5 separate regions of the Mus musculus genome follow, and all the other regions are linked to region 2. Evidence: chromatin contacts called from public HiChIP or PLAC-seq and promoter capture Hi-C data. All regions are on one chromosome and are shown on one strand. The core of a region is the stretch at or near the end of the contact, and the rest is flanking DNA. Distances in the headings are between cores, read along the strand shown. Region 1 has its middle 9.3 kb from the start of Gm23132. Region 2 holds the start of Slc6a4 (solute carrier family 6 (neurotransmitter transporter, serotonin), member 4). Region 3 has its middle 19 kb from the start of Myo18a. Region 4 holds the start of Trp53i13 (transformation related protein 53 inducible protein 13). Region 5 overlaps Myo18a (myosin XVIIIA).

The links. Promoter capture Hi-C pulls out the DNA fragments that hold promoters and counts their contacts. HiChIP or PLAC-seq counts read pairs in DNA pulled down with a chosen protein or histone mark.
Region 1: a contact with region 2 is called in a promoter capture Hi-C map of trophoblast stem cells, with 4 times the contacts expected there. The contact joins the enhancer-like site here to the promoter of Slc6a4 in region 2. A contact is called at or near these places in 13 of 39 promoter capture datasets (the 3T3-L1 cell line, 3T3-L1-derived adipocytes, the C10 cell line and 9 more), 4 of 484 Hi-C or Micro-C datasets (the G1E-ER4 cell line, the HL-1 cell line, the N1E-115 cell line and 1 more), 1 of 115 datasets of contacts at active chromatin or transcription factors (forebrain) and 2 of 9 other capture datasets (embryonic stem cells and liver).
Region 3: a contact with region 2 is called in a promoter capture Hi-C map of the C10 cell line, with 4 times the contacts expected there. The contact joins the enhancer-like site here to the promoter of Slc6a4 in region 2. A contact is called at or near these places in 5 of 39 promoter capture datasets (the 3T3-L1 cell line, 3T3-L1-derived adipocytes, the C10 cell line and 2 more).
Region 4: a FOXA1 HiChIP or PLAC-seq map of pancreatic cancer cells shows a contact between it and region 2. The contact joins the promoter of Trp53i13 here to the promoter of Slc6a4 in region 2. A contact is called at or near these places in 11 of 39 promoter capture datasets (the 3T3-L1 cell line, 3T3-L1-derived adipocytes, the SN4741 cell line and 7 more), 1 of 15 datasets of contacts at CTCF or cohesin (large pre-B cells), 3 of 484 Hi-C or Micro-C datasets (embryonic stem cells and palatal mesenchyme), 9 of 115 datasets of contacts at active chromatin or transcription factors (embryonic basal ganglia, embryonic hindbrain, embryonic midbrain and 6 more) and 1 of 9 other capture datasets (adipose tissue).
Region 5: a contact with region 2 is called in a promoter capture Hi-C map of stem cell-derived epiblast-like cells, with 2.6 times the contacts expected there. The contact joins the enhancer-like site here to the promoter of Slc6a4 in region 2. A contact is called at or near these places in 6 of 39 promoter capture datasets (3T3-L1-derived adipocytes, the C10 cell line, the HPC-7 cell line and 3 more) and 1 of 9 other capture datasets (embryonic stem cells).

What each region holds. Positions count from the first base shown.
Region 1 is chr11:77,647,661-77,651,062 of GRCm38.p6, reverse strand. No RefSeq gene overlaps it. Among named protein-coding and RNA genes, the nearest start is that of Gm23132, 9.3 kb to the left of the region's middle. Within about 2 kb of position 1,947, at least 15 of the 459 cell types and tissues checked have an H3K27ac peak or open chromatin away from gene starts, as enhancers often do. A contact at or near this core is called in trophoblast stem cells, where this site is marked.
Region 2 is chr11:76,997,314-77,000,941 of GRCm38.p6, reverse strand. Slc6a4 (solute carrier family 6 (neurotransmitter transporter, serotonin), member 4) reads right to left here and starts at 2,345. Exons shown (of 14, transcript NM_010484.2): 1 at 2,267-2,345. RefSeq lists cis regulatory regions at 2,439-2,446, 2,640-2,873, 2,423-2,873, 3,351-3,628 and promoters at 2,295-2,639, 2,295-2,873, 2,295-3,628.
Region 3 is chr11:77,756,084-77,759,566 of GRCm38.p6, reverse strand. No RefSeq gene overlaps it. Among named protein-coding and RNA genes, the nearest start is that of Myo18a, 19 kb to the left of the region's middle. Within about 2 kb of position 1,261, at least 1 of the 459 cell types and tissues checked has an H3K27ac peak or open chromatin away from gene starts, as enhancers often do.
Region 4 is chr11:77,511,444-77,515,152 of GRCm38.p6, reverse strand. It overlaps Trp53i13 (transformation related protein 53 inducible protein 13), which reads left to right and starts at 1,880. Exons shown (of 7, transcript NM_001024920.1): 1 at 1,880-1,993; 2 at 2,188-2,256; 3 at 2,459-2,500. The coding sequence starts at 1,922. Abhd15 (abhydrolase domain containing 15) reads right to left here and starts at 36. Exons shown (of 2, transcript NM_026185.4): 1 at 1-36.
Region 5 is chr11:77,783,880-77,787,199 of GRCm38.p6, reverse strand. The region is part of intron 1 of Myo18a (myosin XVIIIA); the gene reads right to left. Gm10277 reads left to right here. Exons shown (of 1, transcript XM_030246464.1): 1 at 1-1,790. The coding sequence starts at 1,057. The coding sequence ends at 1,701. Among named protein-coding and RNA genes, the nearest start is that of Gm10277, 3.1 kb to the left of the region's middle. Within about 2 kb of position 1,624, at least 182 of the 459 cell types and tissues checked have an H3K27ac peak or open chromatin away from gene starts, as enhancers often do. A contact at or near this core is called in embryonic stem cells and stem cell-derived epiblast-like cells, where this site is marked.

The sequences.
Region 1 (3,402 bases), core at 698-3,197, 650 kb before region 2:
ACTGTAAAGAAGCTGTTTTTTGGGGGGCTGGTGAGATGGCTCAGTGGGTAAGAGCACCCGACTGCTCTTCAGAAGGTCCAGAGTTCAAATCCCAGCAACCACATGGTGGCTCACAACCATCCTTAATGAGATCTGACTCCCTCTTCTGGAGTGTCTGAAGACAGCTACAGTGTTCTTACATAGAATAAATAAATAAATCTTAAAAAAAAAAAAAGAAGAAGCTGGTTGTTTAGAGCTCGAGATGTGGCTGGGTACTAGAGTACTTGTTTAGTCTGTGTGAAGGCATAAGTTTACCTCTAGCACTATTAAAAAACAAAACAAAACAACAACCAACCAACCAACCAAACAGAAACCTGGGGCTTGAGACATGGCTCAGTGGTTAAGAGCACACACACATGGCGGCTCACAAACCACACATAACTTGGTTTTCAGGCGATCCGATGTCCTCCAGCCTCTGCAGGCACACCTTTGGTGCCATATACATACAAACAAAACACTTATACACATATAATTAAAAACGTCTTTTCAACTTCCCATTTGCTTATTGATTTATTTTTACAGACTTGTGGATTTCTGTTTTATAGTATGCATTATTATAATTTTATAATCTTAAGTGAAGGCACAAACAGGTGTCAGCACAGCACAGCACAGCACAGCACAGCACAACACAGCACAGCACACACAGCACACTACAGCACAGCACACTACAGCACAGCACAGCACAGCACAGCACAGCACAGCACACTACAGCACAGCACAGCACAGCACACACAGCACACTACAGCACAGCACAGCACAGCACAGCACAGCACAGCACACTACAGCACAGCACAGCACAGCACAGCACAGCATAGCACACACAGCACAGCACACACAGCACAACACAGCACAGCACAGCATAGCACACTACAGCATAGCACAGCACAGCATAGCACACTACAGCACAGCACAGCACAGCACAGCACAGCACACTACAGCACAGCACAGCACACACAGCACAGCACAACACAGCACAGCACACACAGCACAGCACACACAGCACACACAGCACAGCACACTACAGCACAGCACAGCACAGCACAGCACAGGACAGCACAGCACAGCACAGCACATTACAGCACAGCACAGCACAGCACACTACAGCACAGCACAGCACAGCACAGCACAGCACAGCACAGCACATTACAGCACAGCACAGCACAGCACACTACAGCACAGCACACACAGCACATTACAGCACAGCACATTACAGCACAGCACAGCACAGCACAGCATAGCACACTACAGCACAGCACAGCACAGACCAGCACAGCACAGACCAGCACAGCACAGCACAGCACAGCACAGCACACTACAGCACAGCACAACATACCATAGCATACCACAACACACTACAGCACAGCACATCACAGCACAACACAACACACTACAGCATACCACAGCACAGCACACCGCAACACAGCACACCACAAAACACTACAGCACACTATAGCACATCACAGTATAACACAACACACTACAGCACAGCACAACATATCACAGCACACCACAACACACTACAGCACACTATAGCACATCACAGTATAACACAACACACTACAACACACCATAGCACACTACAGCATGCTACAGCACACCACAGCACCACAGCACCACAGCACACTCACAGAGCTCAGAGGATAACCTCAGGTGTTGGTCCTTCTACCTTCTTTGAGATGGGGTTTCTTGTTCCAAGCTATGTACCCCAGGCTCTAAAATAGTGAGTCAAAACAAAACCTTTCCCCCCTTAATTTTCTTTTAAAAACATGTTTTATTTATATAGAAAATTTATGTGTCTCTGTGAGTGTATGTCTGGGTGCTTAAAGAGGGCATTGGATCCTCTGATCCAGTGTTACAGATGATTGTAAGCAGTTCCACATGAGCTCTAGAAAACGAACTTGGAATTCCTAAATGATGCGCACGGTGCACGTGACTCATGGAGACGAGGTCATCACCTGGCCTTGGATAGCTTGGGGGCTTTAGTGCCCATTCTTTCTTCCTCGAAACTCAGTATCATGAAGTCCCTGGAACTCTTTGTATTGATAGCTCTAGAGTAATTAAGACTTTCTATCTGTGTTTACGTTCTGAGTAAAATATATTAGAAAAAAAAAAGAAAAGAAAAGAAAAAAAAGGAAACAAATTTGGATCCTGGACAAGAGCAGTGTGTGCTCTTAGCTGCTGAGCCATCTCTTAGGCCCTTAAGTTGCTGTTGCTTCTCTTGGTATTTTTGGTCCTTGTTTTTTTGTTTTTTGTTTGTTTGTTTGTTTGTTTGTTTTTTTATCACAGTAAGAGGTAAAGTAACATGGGCTCTGGGGATCTGAACTCAGGTCTTTCTTTTTGGAGGGGGAGGGGAGTGTTGAGACTGGGTTTCTCTGTGTATCCCTGGCTGTCCTGGAACTCACTCTGTAGCCCAGGCTGGCCTTAAACTCAGAAATCTGCCTGCCTCTGCCTCCCAAGTACTGGGATTACAGGCCACTGCCTGGCCCTGAACTCAGGTCTTTATGCTTACATGGCAAGAACTTTAGCCACTGAACCATCTCCCAGCCCTATAATTATTTACTTTGATGTGCTAATTGCCCAGATTTAAGTCCTTCCATCTGGCTTCTGTGGCCTTTTTAATATATTCCTATCATTTCTTTTCTTTTTCTTTTTTCTTTTTTTTTTTTTTTTTTTTTTTTTTTTGGTTTTTCAAGACAGGATTTCTCTGGCTGTTCAGGAACTCACTCTGTAGACCAGGCTGGCCTCAAACTCAGAGATGTGCCGGCTCTAGCTTCCCAAGTGCTGGAATTAAAGGTGTGTGTCACTACCACTGGGTTCCTGTTGTTTCTTGAATACTACCTTTCTTAGTTATTTATTTGTTTGTGTGTTTGTTTGTTTATTTGACACAATAAGATGTCCTAAGTGTACTGTACTTCCCAAAATCCATCCTAGAAATACGGTGCTTCTCCTCAGTGTCTCTGATAGTATTGTTCCCAGAGATTTCAGTTTAGAAACACATGGCCACTATAAGAATGCTGTAAGCAGTTCTGTTTCCAGGTGATCTAGGAACTAAAGACTCTGTATCTAAATAGCCTGAATCCATACATCTTCCTAAATTCTTGCACTGAAGCCTAATGCCTAGAGTCATTGAGAGGTGGAGCCTTAGGGAGATTCCTATGTTTTTGAGGGTGGAGCCTTTCATAAATGGAATTTCTGTCTTTAAAGGTAGTGCATGTCTTTAATCCCAGCACTCGGGAGGCAGAGGCAGGTGAATTTCTGAGTTCAAGGCTAGCCTAGTCTACAGAGCTAGTTTGAGGATAGCCAGGGCTACACAGAAACCATCTCTCTAAAACCAAATCTACCAATCAATCAACCAATAGATAA
Region 2 (3,628 bases), core at 1,096-3,595:
GCAGGGCTCACTCAGGAAGTCCAGAACTCCACCCACTAGCGGGGCATGGTTTAGGCACAGAACATAGAGGAGTCTGAGTGTGCAGAGCCTCTGCCCTTGGCCGAAATACAAGAGGATCCCAGGAGGACTCCATCTTAGAGCAGTGGTCCTGGCCCGTAGGTATTTTGCACCATGATTATATTTTGTGTTTTGTTTTATTTCAAAGAGGGCTGTTAGAACCTTAGCCACAAGAGCTTGAACATTGTTTCCAAGGTCCCTCTATTTCCTCTTACTCAAAGCCTTGGTTCATGAGCCCCAGAGGACCTCCAGTGTTACTGAAAACAGCTAACGCCCTATTTGCCTTCCCAGCATGAAATGACTGCACAATAACCCACCTGGCCATTGGCATTTTAAGAATTAAGTCTGTCAAAGCAGTAATCCAAAGTAAAACTCAGCTTCCTCCGACTGCCTTGTGTGTCCAAACGGTGCTACTCAGCAAGTACAACCTAGAGATGGCTGTGAACTGGCTTTATTTCCAGAACTACCCGTGTTTCTCTTGGGTGTGGGCACCCAGAGTATTTTGTAAGCCTGCCACAGAGCCCAACCCATGTCCCTAAACTCCACAGTCACCACCCATCAGGGAAATTCTTCCACATGCACCCCACACACACACTGCTCCCCAATCCAAGTTCCATCAAAATGCTCATAGGATTCTAAAATTTCCCAAAACATCGTGGATTCCATTAAGATATTAATATATCCCCCTTTTCACCCTGGGGATATATATTTGTTACATATCATCCATATAGAAATATATAATATGGTTTTTTTTTTCTTTAACTGGAAACTGAAACAGACTTGAGTCTTGAGTGCCCAGGCTGGGAATTCCCACTCTGAAATGTGGCCAACCGAGTGTCATGAATCCCAGGTTTACTGAGGAGGAGTTTCAGCTTGCTCTTGTTCAGGCTTAGTAAGGAAAGCTCCATACCCAAATGAACAAGCTGCTTGGGGGTGGTCGGCTTTGTTTTGCTTTGGAAATGGGTCTTGTGTAAGCTAGCCTTGACTTAGCTAAGAAGCTGAAGACAACCTTGAACGCCTGAACAGTACAAGTATGCCTTAGCACACAGGGCAGAGTCAGTCTTTCTTTCTCTCTTCTTACCATGCAAAGTCTCTACAAGGCTCCAACCCAGGAGATTTCAGAGATTAACTGCCAGGCTAGGTCCCTACTTTTCATGTAGCTTAGTGGTACGATGTCTGCTCCGGGTACAAAAGACCCTGGATTCAAGCCTCACAGCTGCCCAAAACAAGTAAGATATTGCCTGCACTGCAGAAGAACCCGCCCATCAGCCTTTTCTGGAGCAGTACCTCTCGCTGGGGACCAGGGTGGGAGAAGGAAGCTATCCACAGCTCCACGAAAAAGTGAAGGGCCATAGTCAGAGCTGTTTCCCCCTCCATGTCCATCCAACAGCCTCCAACGCTGTCTTGGCTCTCTATTACTTTTAAACAAACCCCAGTGTTGTTGTTTTCTCAGACATGTTTCCCATGTAACTGAAAACACATTAAATATTTGATTTCTCCCCTTACTACGATGAGAGCTAGCAGGTCCATAAATAATCCATTGACCTGGTTCATTTTTTCTGGACAAAAAAAAATGATCATAAAAATACATACACACCCTTCAAATTCTTGAGCACTCTTAACTAAAAAGAATAATTCAATATGCAACACACACACAAACGCGAAAAAAAAAAAATCTCGGGCCACCAACCAGCCTTTTAGAAACACCCCCGCCTCCAGCAACTGTTGGTTACACACTTTAGTATAGCACAGCCCACTGGTACTTCCATAAATTCTGAATGGCCTGTGAGCTGTCTGAGTCGGCTCGCGCTCCGCAGTGAGACCATTCGAGCGCACAGAGAGAGGCTTGACCCTCTTAAGTGTCTCTCAAAGGTTTCTCTGGTTATTTGGGCATTTGTGTCTGCCAGCGTCTTTGCATAAAGCCACCTACCAGCCCTTGTCTCAAAAGTAAAGCCCAAGCACGGAATCACGGCTGGAAACTACAGCAACTTTTGCCAAAAAGCGAGGCTGCGCTGGGCCAGCTCTGGGTCTCCAGGGTTTCCATCGGGTCCCTCGAAAGGACCCTGCGCGGTGCAGACAAAGGCACCCGAAATCCAGGCAGTCAAGCGCGGGGACCGAGGGCTTCTAGAAAGAAGCGTGGGTTAGAGACAAAAAAGAAAAGAAAAAAAAGAGAGAAAAAAAGAATAAGAAGAAAGGGAAAGCGACCCACCTGCGGGAGGCGCGGCGGCGGGTCCCGGGCTGCGGAGGCGGCTCGACCCTCGCGCCCTCGAGGCACCGGCGCGGCCGCTGGAGTGGCGCCGCCCGCCGCGCTATTTGTACTTGCGGCCCCTCACATGGTCTGATCTCTAGATAGCCGCCGCCAAAGAGCTCCGCAAGAATTTTTGCGTCACTTTGAGACCGAAGAACTTTGTTTCTCTGCTACCGCAGCTGGAGGGGGGGGGGGGAGGGGCGGGGTCCACGCTCCCTGTCCGGTGGGAGGGCGGCAGAGCCCCCCACTCATTCCTGCACATACAGCAGCCAGGGCGCAGGGCCGGGCAGGGCAGGGCAGGGCGAAGGATCTGACTCTTCTGCTTTTGGACTAGTGTGGCTGGAGGATGCTGTACAAAACGAGGTTCACTTCTGCCCTTACCAAATCTGCCCTAAATTACGTTAAGGTCCTGCTCCGTGTCACTCCCTAAGAGCATTCTTTCTTGACCACAGCCGATTGCGGACCGTCTTTCCAAGGACTCCTGACTTTGTCTGGGTTCTCTAGGTGGAATGCGAGCTTAGTCGGGAACCTCCCCATCCCGATAGCAGCCTACAATAAGCACCCCCGGGAGGATCTGAGAGTGCTACTTAGCCACAGGAGGAAAATTTTGCAGAGAACATCGGTGTTGGTCCGCGGACCCGCCTGTGCCTGTGGGGTTGGGCACTGGACAAACTACCAGCCTTTCAAGCCGCTCAGTATTTCGACAGGAGCACTGTTTTCAAGTCTATATAGATTGTTTTGTTCACACACACACACACACACGCACACGCACACGCACACACACACACAGCTTAAAAATGAATTTAATGTTATCACATTCTTTTTTTCACCAAAATTACGGGAGCTTTTTTTTTTTTTTTTTTAAAGAGCAGATATGTTACTTATTTTGGACTGTGTCTGAGGCAGAGAAGTCAGGACCCGGGCCGGCCAGCCTGTCTCTTCTCATCCGGCCAAGCGAGTGAGGGAGAGCTAGAAAAGAGGTAGTAATGGCGAGTTCGGTGTCTGCGAGAAAGCCCCGGCGCCCCTTTGTTCCAGAGGGGCTCGAGCCCAGACATCAGAAGCCGCAGCTGGGCTGCGCTGGCACCAGGAAGGGCTGGTTGGTTCACTGTCCGCAGGTGTGGGCGGTTCCCGGCCGCAGGGATCACCAGTACGAGGCTTTGGTGCCACCTAGGCTCCAGGGCCGGGAATGCAAGGAGCGGCCCTAGCGATGTGGGGGAGCGGACTGGCTGGGGGAGCTGACCTTAGGCAGGCCTGGCCATTCCATGACCCGGAGAACCCCAGGGTCCCAGGGTCCTCACTGGGCCCCTCCCTTTCAATGAACAC
Region 3 (3,483 bases), core at 12-2,511, 760 kb before region 2:
TGATCTCTAAGATCACAAGTCCAGCTTTGTCTCCATATGAGGTTGCAAGCCAACCCGGGATACATAGTGAGACCCTGACTTGAAAATAAAACACAAAAACGTTTTGTTTGGGAATATTTAGAAAAATACAAATGTAAGCAAAGTAATATGACAAACCTAAACCTGTAGGTTCCTGTCTCAACTTCAGTAGTTACCATTTGCTTGTTTGCTTAGAGTCAGGTGGGGGCGGGGGGATGTTTTCATAAGATTTATTTTTATTTATTTGGTTGGCTGATTGGTTTGGTTTTTTTGAGACAGGCTTTGTCTGGGTAGTCCTGGCTGACCTGGAACTCACTCTGTAGACCAGGCTGGCCTCGAACTCAAAGATCTGTCTTCCTCTGCTTCCTGAGTACTGGGATTAAAGGCGTGCGCCTCCGCCGCCACCACCACCTAATCTAAGATTTCATTTTATTTATGTGCATGTGTATGTATCTGCATGAGCATATGCCATATGTGTGTGGGTGTTGGGTCCTTTGGAGCTGGAGTTACAGTCAGTTGGAAGCTGCCCTACGTGGATGCTAGAAACTTGACTTAGGTTGAGGTATGGCCAGTATTCTTAACCACTGAGCTATCTTTCCAGCCCACGTTTACTTTTGAGACAGAATTACATATAGCCCAGGCCAGCCTCAAATTCACCATAACTGAGGATGGCCTTGATCTATGTTCTTATCCTCCCATGGCCACCTCCCCATGCTGGGGTTACAGGCATGTGCCACTCTGATGTGGCATCTAAATTGGCTGTAATTAATTAAATTAGCATAATGAGCTGAGCCCCTAATCCATGTATCCCCTGCAAGACACACTCTTACCACGCCCCTGGTCCTACCCCTCCTACAGACTCAGATGAATTGCCCAGTTGGAGACCCCGAGCGCAAGCAACCCAGCGGGATAGGCTGACCTGACGTGACTCACAGCAGCTCCTCAGGACAGGCTGAACTGTTCAAGACCACAACAGGGGTAAGTCACAGGACCATGTGTGACTAGTTATGAAGTGGACCAGACCTGGGGCCTCAGAGGGGGGAAAAAAAGGGCCAGGAGACAAAAGGGTAGGGCAGGGGCTTCCCAGAAAGAGGGCATCTGGCACCTAAGAGCCTCACGCGGGCTAGCCGGGCACTCCCATGGGACCCCCTCCAGCTTCTCCGGCCTCCTGAGGAGTGTGTGCACCTGGTACTTGCCTTCCTTTATTTAATCTTTGCAACAGTAGCATTGTGAAATTCCTTTTACACTTGGGGAGAGTGTTCCCCAAATGCCAGATACCTAAGGCAATACAGCCAGTCAGTGTGGGCAGGTGTGCAGGCTAGAGGTTAGTGTCAGGTGTCTTCCTCAATCGCCCTCCTCCACCTTGCTTTTGGAGACAAGAACTAATTTTTTTTCTTTTGTTTTGTTTTGTTTTGTTTTGTTTTTCAAGACAGGGTTTCTTTGTGTAGCCCTGGCTGTCCTGGAACTCACTCTGTAGACCAGGCTGGCCTTGAACTCAGAAATTCGCCTGCCTTTGCCTCCCAAGTGCTGGGATTAAAGGTGTGCGCCACCACTGCCCGGCAAGGACTCTTTTTGAACCCCGAGAAACATGAGTGCAATAGACTGGCTGTGGAGAGCTTCAGGAAATCTCCCCATCTCTGCTTCTCCAACCCTGGAGTTAGAAGCACATGCCACCACACCCAGCTTTTCCCTGGGGGCTGGGATTAGACTCAGGTTCTCGTGTTTGTAACAAGCACTTGACTGACCGGGCCCTCTCCCCAGCACTACAGGTCCCTTGTATCACTATCTCTGCTGAGGTAGCACCCTCAGGAGGAACGATCCGGATTTAATGCGTACACTCCACATTCCCTACTTTCAAGGATAAACAAGATGCCAGGATGTCTCCCTGGATGGTTGTTCTGGATAGTTCTATGCCAACTTGACACAAGCTAGAGTCATCTGAAAGGAGGGAATCTCAATTGAGAAAATGCCTCCCTAAGATCCAGCTGTGGGGATCTAATTAATTTTCTTTTTTTTTTTTAAAGATTTATTTATTGTTATATGTAAGTCACACTGTAGCTGTCTTCAGACACACCAGAAGAGGGCATCAGATCTCATTACAGATGGTTGTGAGCCACCATGTGGTTGCTGGGATTTGAACTCAGGACCTTCAGAAGAGCAGTCGGTGCTCTTAACCACTGAACCATCTCGCCAGCCCCTAATTAATTTTCTTAATTAATGATTGACAACGGATGGTAGTCAGCCCATTATGGGTGGTGCCATCCATGGGCTGGAGGTCCTGAGTTCTATAAGAAAGCAAGGTGAGCAAGCCAGTAAGAAGCACTCTTCCATGGCCTCTGCATCAGCTCCTGCCTCCAAGATTTTGCCCTGTTTGAGTTCCTGTCCTGACTTCCTTCAGTGATGGACTTCAATTGTGGAAGTATAAGCCAAATAAACCTTTGCCTCCCCAACTTGGTTTTGGTCATGGTGTTTCATCGAAGCCATAGAAACCCTGACTAAGATAATGGTGATGCCTGGTCACAGCTGGGTCCCTTCTTATACTGTGGGCTGCAAGCCTGGAGAACAACACCCTTAGGGCCTGCCTTGCCTTGGGCACTGACCAGAATGGAGACAGCTGAAGCCCAGTCCTTACTCAGAGTGCAGCAGGAGAGGGTAGACAAAGTTCAATCATGGTTTCAGTTGGCACAGGCTGCAAAGGATGCTGGCAGTAAAGAAGTAGCTTGGTGGGGGCTGGAGAGATGGCTCAGCAGTGAGTATATGTACTCATATACATAAAATAAATAAATAAATCTTAAGAAAACAGACAAACAAACAAAAAACTAGCCTAGTAGCCGTGGTTGTCCAGAGGACCAGATATAATAGAAAGAAAGAACACGGGCTGGTGAGATGGCTCAGTGGGTAAAAGCACCCGACTGCTCTTCCAAAGGTCCGGAGTTCAAATCCCAGCAACCACATGGTGGCTCACAACCATCTGACTCCCTCTTCTAGAGTGTCTGAAGACAGCTACAGTGTACTTACATATAATAAATAAATAAATAAATAAATAAATAAATCTTAAAAAAAAAAAAGAAAGAAAGAAAGAAAGAACACACACACATACACACTTTATTATACTAGCTTCCAGGCTTTGGTCCAAAGAGACCAATAATGGCTACCTACAATGGAAGGTCCAAGAATCCAGTATGTTGTTATACTGAGATGCCAAAGCTTTTTAAGTTCATACTCCATTTTAGAGAACCTGACCTAAGTTTGAACTCAGGTAAACTAATAGACTGGTACCTAACATTAGTTTCCAAGTTTGCCCCCCAACAAAACCTGAGCCTAGCTTCAATCTCTAGGCTAATCCCCAACAAGACCAGAGTTTCCAGGTTACACCCTCAACAAGACCAGTGTCTCCAGGTTATTCCTCCAACAAACCTGCACCCCCCCCCAGGTTACAAGCCCACCCCCTGCCTAATGACCACC
Region 4 (3,709 bases), core at 631-3,130, 510 kb before region 2:
CGGAGCTGTCCTCTCGTCGGGCTCCTCGTTCTGTCCGCGCGGCTCCGCCCGGCCGCCCGTGGCTGTCAAGAGTCCTCCCAAGCAGGAGGGCGCGCGCGCTCCGGATTGGTCGTGGTCAGGAGGAGACAGCCAGTTCGGGTCGAGCTCCCCTCGCCCGCCCCCCCACTCCCGCCCCCAGCCCTTTGTACAGCGATTGCGACAAGCTGGAGCAGAGGGTGAAAGAGAGCCGGGCCACAAAGCGGGAGCGAGGACCTGAGGGCCAACCAGAGAGAGCGGAACAAGGAGTGCTAGGAAAGGATTGGGGAGGGGGTGAGGCTGGAGGCCTGGGTGAACGGGAGGTGCCTGCTTCTACCCTTGCCCTCAATGAAGTCTGGCTCCAGGGGAGACCCTGGGTCACTGCACCCTCAGGATCCGCTATTGAGGAGTAGCAAAAAAGCAAGAAGGGAGCAAAGCGCTGATCCCTCGCTGGCTTCACTTTCCCCACTCGCTGCTGCCTTTGCAGCTAGAGACGTGTTATCTCTCTCTCCTTCGCCTGGCCCTGCCGCCCAGCCAGGACCAGCAACTGGGCGATAACTCAGTAGGGCTGGGACTCTGCACCTGGCCAGAGGCAGACTGAAGCATCTGACCCTGACCACGAGTTTGAGGGAGGTGGCTGTCGTTTCTCTGGAGGGCATCCGGGCACTAGCCGGTAGACACTTGTGGCCTTCCCAGCCCACCCCCAAGGACGCTTTCCAAGAGTTAGGCGTCTCCACTACTTATCAAGAAGGACTGTAGGAAAGGAAAGAGGCTCGAGTCTGGCCGAATATGTTGAGGGAGAGGATTAAGGGATGCTTAGCCCCGCGGTGGGGCTTTGGTAGAGAGAAGTGTGGTTCTTTAGGTCAGATCAACATCTGGTCATTTCTGCAGGGGTGGGTGAAATAAGTCCGGGCACATGGGAGAGGCCTGAAATAACTATTTTTTGATGTATTTCAAACCTAAAAAGATTTGTTTAGGGGTGTGTGTATGTGTGTGTGTCTAGGTCAGAGGACAATCTGTGGGAATCAGGTCCCTCCTTCAATCACTTAGGTCCACAGATTAAACTCTGGTCGTCAGGCTGGCGGCCAGCACCGTTTCCCACTGAGCCATCTCGCAGGCCTGTTTCAAACTTTTGATTGGGCGTCAATCCTTAGCTGGATTTCCTTTGCAGCGCTCCCTTGCAAGGGAGGCCGAGCTGAGCACTGTAGCTCCTCGGACCAGTGTTTCCTTGGGCAAAGGAGAGCGGGAATCAAGAAAGCTCTGGCTTCTTAAGGCTTCTGGGCCTAAGACCCTCCCAAAACAGCTCGGGGCTCAGTTCTTATTATTAGCGAGAGCAGGACTGGAGCAACGTGAAGGTGAAGCGCTAGAGCCGGGACCTTCTCTCTGGGACAGCTAGGATTTCATAATTCCGTGTTGAGCGGGTTTGCCAAAAGAGCACACAAGTCTCCACCTGGGTCACCCGGTCCTTAAGGATCTCACTTCCTGCCCTTTGCGGGGTTCCAAGATTCTACTCAGGCGATACAGTTGCGCTCTGATGGTCGCACAAACGCTCCGGGACGCATCTCGGCCGAGGGAGGTGGTTCCATGGGCTTGGAGACCAGGAGATCCTTGGCGACTAACTTTTCCGGCTTTGGGTTCAGGACGCGTGCGCCGGCCTGGAGGCGGGCAGGGGCGGGCCTGGCGGTAGGCGGGGCGGGGCGGGGGCGGGCCTGGCGGTAGGCGAGGCGGGGCGGGGCGGGGGCGGGCCTGGCGGTAGGGGGGGCGGGGCACGAGGCCGGGCGAGGAGGGAGCAAGGCAGTGCGCGAGCCGCGGTCTACGTGGGCGCGCGAGCGGCGCGGGGTCGCGGGCGCGCGCGAGCGAGTGGCGCTGCAGCTAGTTGGTTGGCGGGACTGCTGGCCCAGCTGAAATGGTTCATCCTCCTCCACCTCCGCCCCGGTTGCTTCTGGTAGCCCTGGTGGGGCTCCTGAGCCTTCGCGAGGTAAGGCGACCGGCTCCGGGTAAGGTCTTGGCCGGGGGAATCTCAAAGCGCTTTGCTTCAACTTTGTCCTGGAAAGAGTGGCGCGCGCGAGGGGATTCGGAGGCCCCTCCATCCGTCCGCGCCTCTACTCCTAGAACCGAAAGGGCGGGGCCCTCGCAGAGGCCAACGCCCAGCTCTTCGCCTTGGACCCACAGGTGGTGGCTGAGCCGGCGGAGGAGGCAGGAACCCCTTGTCCTGAAGGCCTGTGGCCTGTGCCTCCACAGGTAGGAACCCTGTAGGGCCGAGGACGAGAAGGGTTTGAACGGCCTCGCTGCACCCTCGGTGGTCGCCCGATTGGGACATCTGTGGTTTCTCCTGCCCTCAGTCTCCAGCGTCTTCATCTCAGCCCAGGGCTTGGGGCTGGTTGTCCCCTTCTTCACACCCAACACGAAGTCCCCAGCTGCTCTCTTCTTTTCTCATGTGTAGGTGTTACCAAGAGTGACTTACACACAGGTGAGCCAAGGACAGGTAAGTACAACCAGTAGCCCATCTTGGGAGCCTTCCCTGGAGGCAGACTGTGCCTCGCAGGTTACCTCTATCTATCTTGGCTCTCAGTCCATTCCTTACCACTTTGTGTAGAAAGAGGTGAGGCTTCCACTTGCCAGTCCCAGGGCAGATGGGTAGTGTGGGGTCAGGGGTTCTGTTGAGTAGCTAGATGCATGGCAAGTAACTCCAAGTTACTCTGAAGGTAGCAAAAACAACCTATATCCCAATGCTGGTGTGATTTGGATTCTCTTGTCTTTCTTGGCTCTGATTTTCTTCTGCAAGAGATGGCATTCTGTCCCTTCAGCTTTGAGAAGTGAGTGAATAGTGCTTGGATTGCAAAACACTATATCATGTTAGCAATGTGTGCTTTAATGTGTTGTAAACAGTTCAATTTTTAATGAATGCTCTTTTTAAAAATTGTTTATATTTATTTTATGGGTATGAATTTTGCCTGTGGGGTATTTTTTGTTGTTGTTGTTTTTAACTTTGGTTAGTTTTGGTTTTTTGATTTTTTTTTTTAAGATAGCACTTCTTCATGTAGCATTGACTGTCTTGGAACTCACTCTACATACACTACAGTAGACCTGGCTGGCCTTGAACTCACAGACATCCACTTGCCTTTGCCTCCAGAGTACTGGGATTAAAACCCTGTGCCACTGCCTGAGGCCTGTGTGTTTGTATATTCAGAAGAGATGGATCTGGAGATATAGGTTGTGAGCTGTCATTTGAGTACTGGGAACTGAGCCTCTGGAAGAGGAGCAAAAGCTCTTAACCACTGAGCTGTGTCTCCAGCCCTCCACCTCTCTCTGACACAGGGTCTCATGTAGCCCAAACTGGTTTCAACCTTCTTCTATAGCCAAGAATGGTCTTATTTATTTTATTTTATTTTTACTGTGTTCCTTTTTTTTTTTTTAAGATTTATTTATCATTATATGTAAGTACACTGTAGTGTATGTAAGACACTCCAGAAGAGGGTGTCAGATCTCATTACCACCATGTGGTTGCTGGGATTGAGCTCTTAACCGCTGAGCCATCTCTCCAGCCCCCTCCAAGAATGGCCTTAAAGCTCTGATCTTCCTGCCCGTTGAAGGGCTAGGATTACAGCAGGTACACCACCGGACGTGGCTGTCTCTTTGTTGCATGTAATCCTTCTGTTTAAGTTATTTCATTGTTCAGAATCCATCTGACTTT
Region 5 (3,320 bases), core at 375-2,874, 790 kb before region 2:
TTACCCACTGAGCCATCTTTCCAATTCCCACTTCTTTTCTCTTCTTTTCTCTTCTTTTCTTTTCTTTTCTTTTTTTGGTTTTTCGAGACAGGGTTTCTCTATATAGCCCTGGCTGTCCTGGAACTCACTTTGTAAACCAGGCTGGCCTCAAACTCAGAAATCCACCTGCCTCTGCCTCCCGAGTGCTGGGATTAAAGGCATGCGCCACCACGCCCGGTTACTTCTTTTCTTTTTAACCTCAATACATGCCCAAATGAGTGGGGACTTGGTCCCCGCCTGTGTTCACCCTAGGTAACTGAGGCATCTTCTCAGAAGGATGAAAGGCTATGTATGCCAGGCTCCGCATGAGCTGGGTCCCCTCCAGAGCCTGGAGTGTTGAGCTTTAGGCTGTTACAGCCTGGAGAGCCCAAGGGAGCGAGGCAGAAGACAACGCCAGCCGGGACTGGGCTTCTGCCGTCAATTCTACAATCAAGCCAGTTCATTAAAGAGGGAGGCAGGAGGCAGCGCTCCACCGGCAAGAACCTACACAGGAGACAATATCAAACCTTTGTTTCTTGCTGGGCCTCTAGAAGGTTCTATTTAAACCTCCAAATACTGTCCATTCAATGTGATGGGTCTGTGCATGAGACTGGGTGTCACAAAGGGTCATGACGTTCTCAAGCTGCCTGACAGTGCTGTCACCACTTGGCCTCTAGCCCATGCCACCCAGGGCTGAGAGCTAGCTTTCTATGGGAGCCTATAGTTCTACTGAAAGCACGGCCTCCTTCCTCATAGGACTGTCAGTCTCCTCCCCAAACACAGTGTGGCCCAAGCAGGTGCTCCCTGACGCCTGTCCAGACTGCACAATGGCTGGGGGGTTCCCTGTGGCCTGCAGCCATCTCTCCTCCCCACCCCCTCCTCCAGCGCCTAGGATGGCCTCCAAGACCCACTGCTGTGGCCTGGGTGAGATCTCCCTCCCCACATACACCCTGTTTGCCACAGGGCCTGGCAGTGAAGTGGCGTTAGAGGAGGAAGTGAGTCAGCTCCTTACAGAAATGGGAATGGGAGGGAGAAGAAATGAGATCAGGGGACAAAGGGCACAGGAGCTGCAAAGGTCACCAAGAAAGGAACCAGGCCCTGGAAATGTTGAGCAGACAGATATGGTTGACAAACTCAGGAGAGTCACCTCCTGCTGTGAGGGGGGGCAGTGGGACAGAGAACCTGGTGCTGGTAGGCAGGCCCCACCTGAGGATGGAATCTGAGGCTACTCCCCTTCCTGTTTCATGTCAGGGCTGGACAAGGCAAGGCCTTGTGGGAAAGGGCCAGCCTCCTCTCTCCTCTGGCTTCCTCTTTCCACTCCTGACTTCTTCAGTTCAGGTTCCTCGGGACCTGGCCAAGGGAAGGAGAGATCTCCAGATCGGCTTGTCAGGGCTGAAAGTCTACCAGCCTGAGATCCAAGAGTATAGCAGTTCCCACAGGCCTGGTGCTCCTGTTGCCCTCTCTGGGGGCCTCCGTACCCATGTGGGAGCTGTCCCCAGGCCCCAGCTGGAATTTGTTGCTGAGACTGGAAGAGGTCCTTACCAAGAACCTTCCCAGGCTGCCGACATTCCAGCACGGAGGCAGCCTAGGGAAAACAGCAGGAGGGAAGAGGAAGCCTGCAGCCCAGGCCGCATTCCAACCCCTCAGAGACCTGCAGACAGCCAGATAGGCACATTCCACTAGGGTCTCCTGGACCGGACATTGTAGGCTCCCTTGTAACCTAAATCTCCAGTGGCTCATGGGGATGCCCCTGAAGAGGCAGCAACTGGGTCTCTTCCTACCCAGGATCCTGCTCCGGACACCTGCAGAACCTCATTCTCCTATATTATGAGAGATGCCAAGTCCTAAACACATAGGAGATAGTTGGTGAGTTCCGGCAAGAGCAGCAACTTACTGCGGACAGGTCACTAGAACCAGCAAAGGAGGAGGGTTCTATCAACCAAACCTTAGCTACACAAAGAATACCAAACAAGAGAATGGGAAACCAGTCTCTGGCTAAAGAACCATCTTATCATTCACAAATACCGGCACAGGCCCCACCACTCCCCCAACGCTGGCCTCCTCCTGCTGCTCGGGAGAGAGAAACACCCAGATAACTAACCAAGTTCCAACGGATGCTGTGAAGGATGGGTGCTCCAAGGGTAGCAACGGATGCTGTGAGGGAGAAGGATGCCTCTTGCTAAGGTGGACACAGGCACGGTCTGAGAGGATCAGCGACGGCTTTCCTGAGGAAGTGACATTCAGACTTTGGGGAATATGCATGTGTGCATGTGGTATGCAGGGAAAAGCACTGTGGACAAGAGGAGGCCCCCAGAATTCCATATGAGGAACCAGTGAGAACCTCAGGGCTGGACACCTTCCTGCCGGGCCCTCCACTGGCCTTACTTCTTCAGTTTCTCTCACAATGCATACAGAAGAATAATGGCACACAGCCCTGTGCAATGCAGCAGGGCTTGCCAATATCACCGGCGATACTGCAATGACTGTGCCACCATAAATTCTAAAGACAGTACGAGAGGATGTGTGGGGAAGGCTATACCCGTGCCTCCGAGATCTAGGGTCTGGCAGGGAAGCTGTGTAAGGGACAACACAGTCTTCCTCTCCCATCCTGGGGGAGCCACACCCTAACCTGCCAAGGCAGCTGTTTCAGCCCTTCCGGAAGCTTCCTCAGCTACCCTTCTTCTACCCTGTCCATCCAGTCGCACTGAAGACTGGCTGTTGCCGCCTGCTGTTCACTTCCTCCAGCTGACTCTCTGAGAGTCACAGTCACGCCCGTCTCAGGATAAGACTGCCACCCCTAGCTTCCCCTTCCTTCCCGGCAGGAAAACAGGGGATGAAGAGGTTTCTAGGCTTGGGGACCTCAGAGGGCTGAGGTCTGCCATGGGTTTACAAGTGAAGTTGATGGCCTCACCTGTCATTTTTTTCTCATGCTGTTTCCCACGCCTTATCGGTTCAGGGGAATCTTATCTAGATCCAGTAATCACCACTAGGTGGTACATCTGCCCCCATGCCCACACTGGACTGGGCACCATAGAGAAGCCAGAGTCTACACAAATCGAAGGGAAGCTGAGTTAGCAGGGCAGACAGCCACACCCTGATGCTGAGGGGCCTCTGGCGTGAGAATAAGGGACTCACAGTGAGCCGGGTCTAAGGAAATCGTCCCCCAACCGAACTCCAACCAACTGAAAAATAAGCTGTGCTGACAACGTCCTCTGTAGTTAACAGATCCTAGGCTGCTGCCAACCACCATCCGGGAGCTGGAAGTGCCTGTCCCCCTGAAACTGCACAGCAGGGGGCAGGGA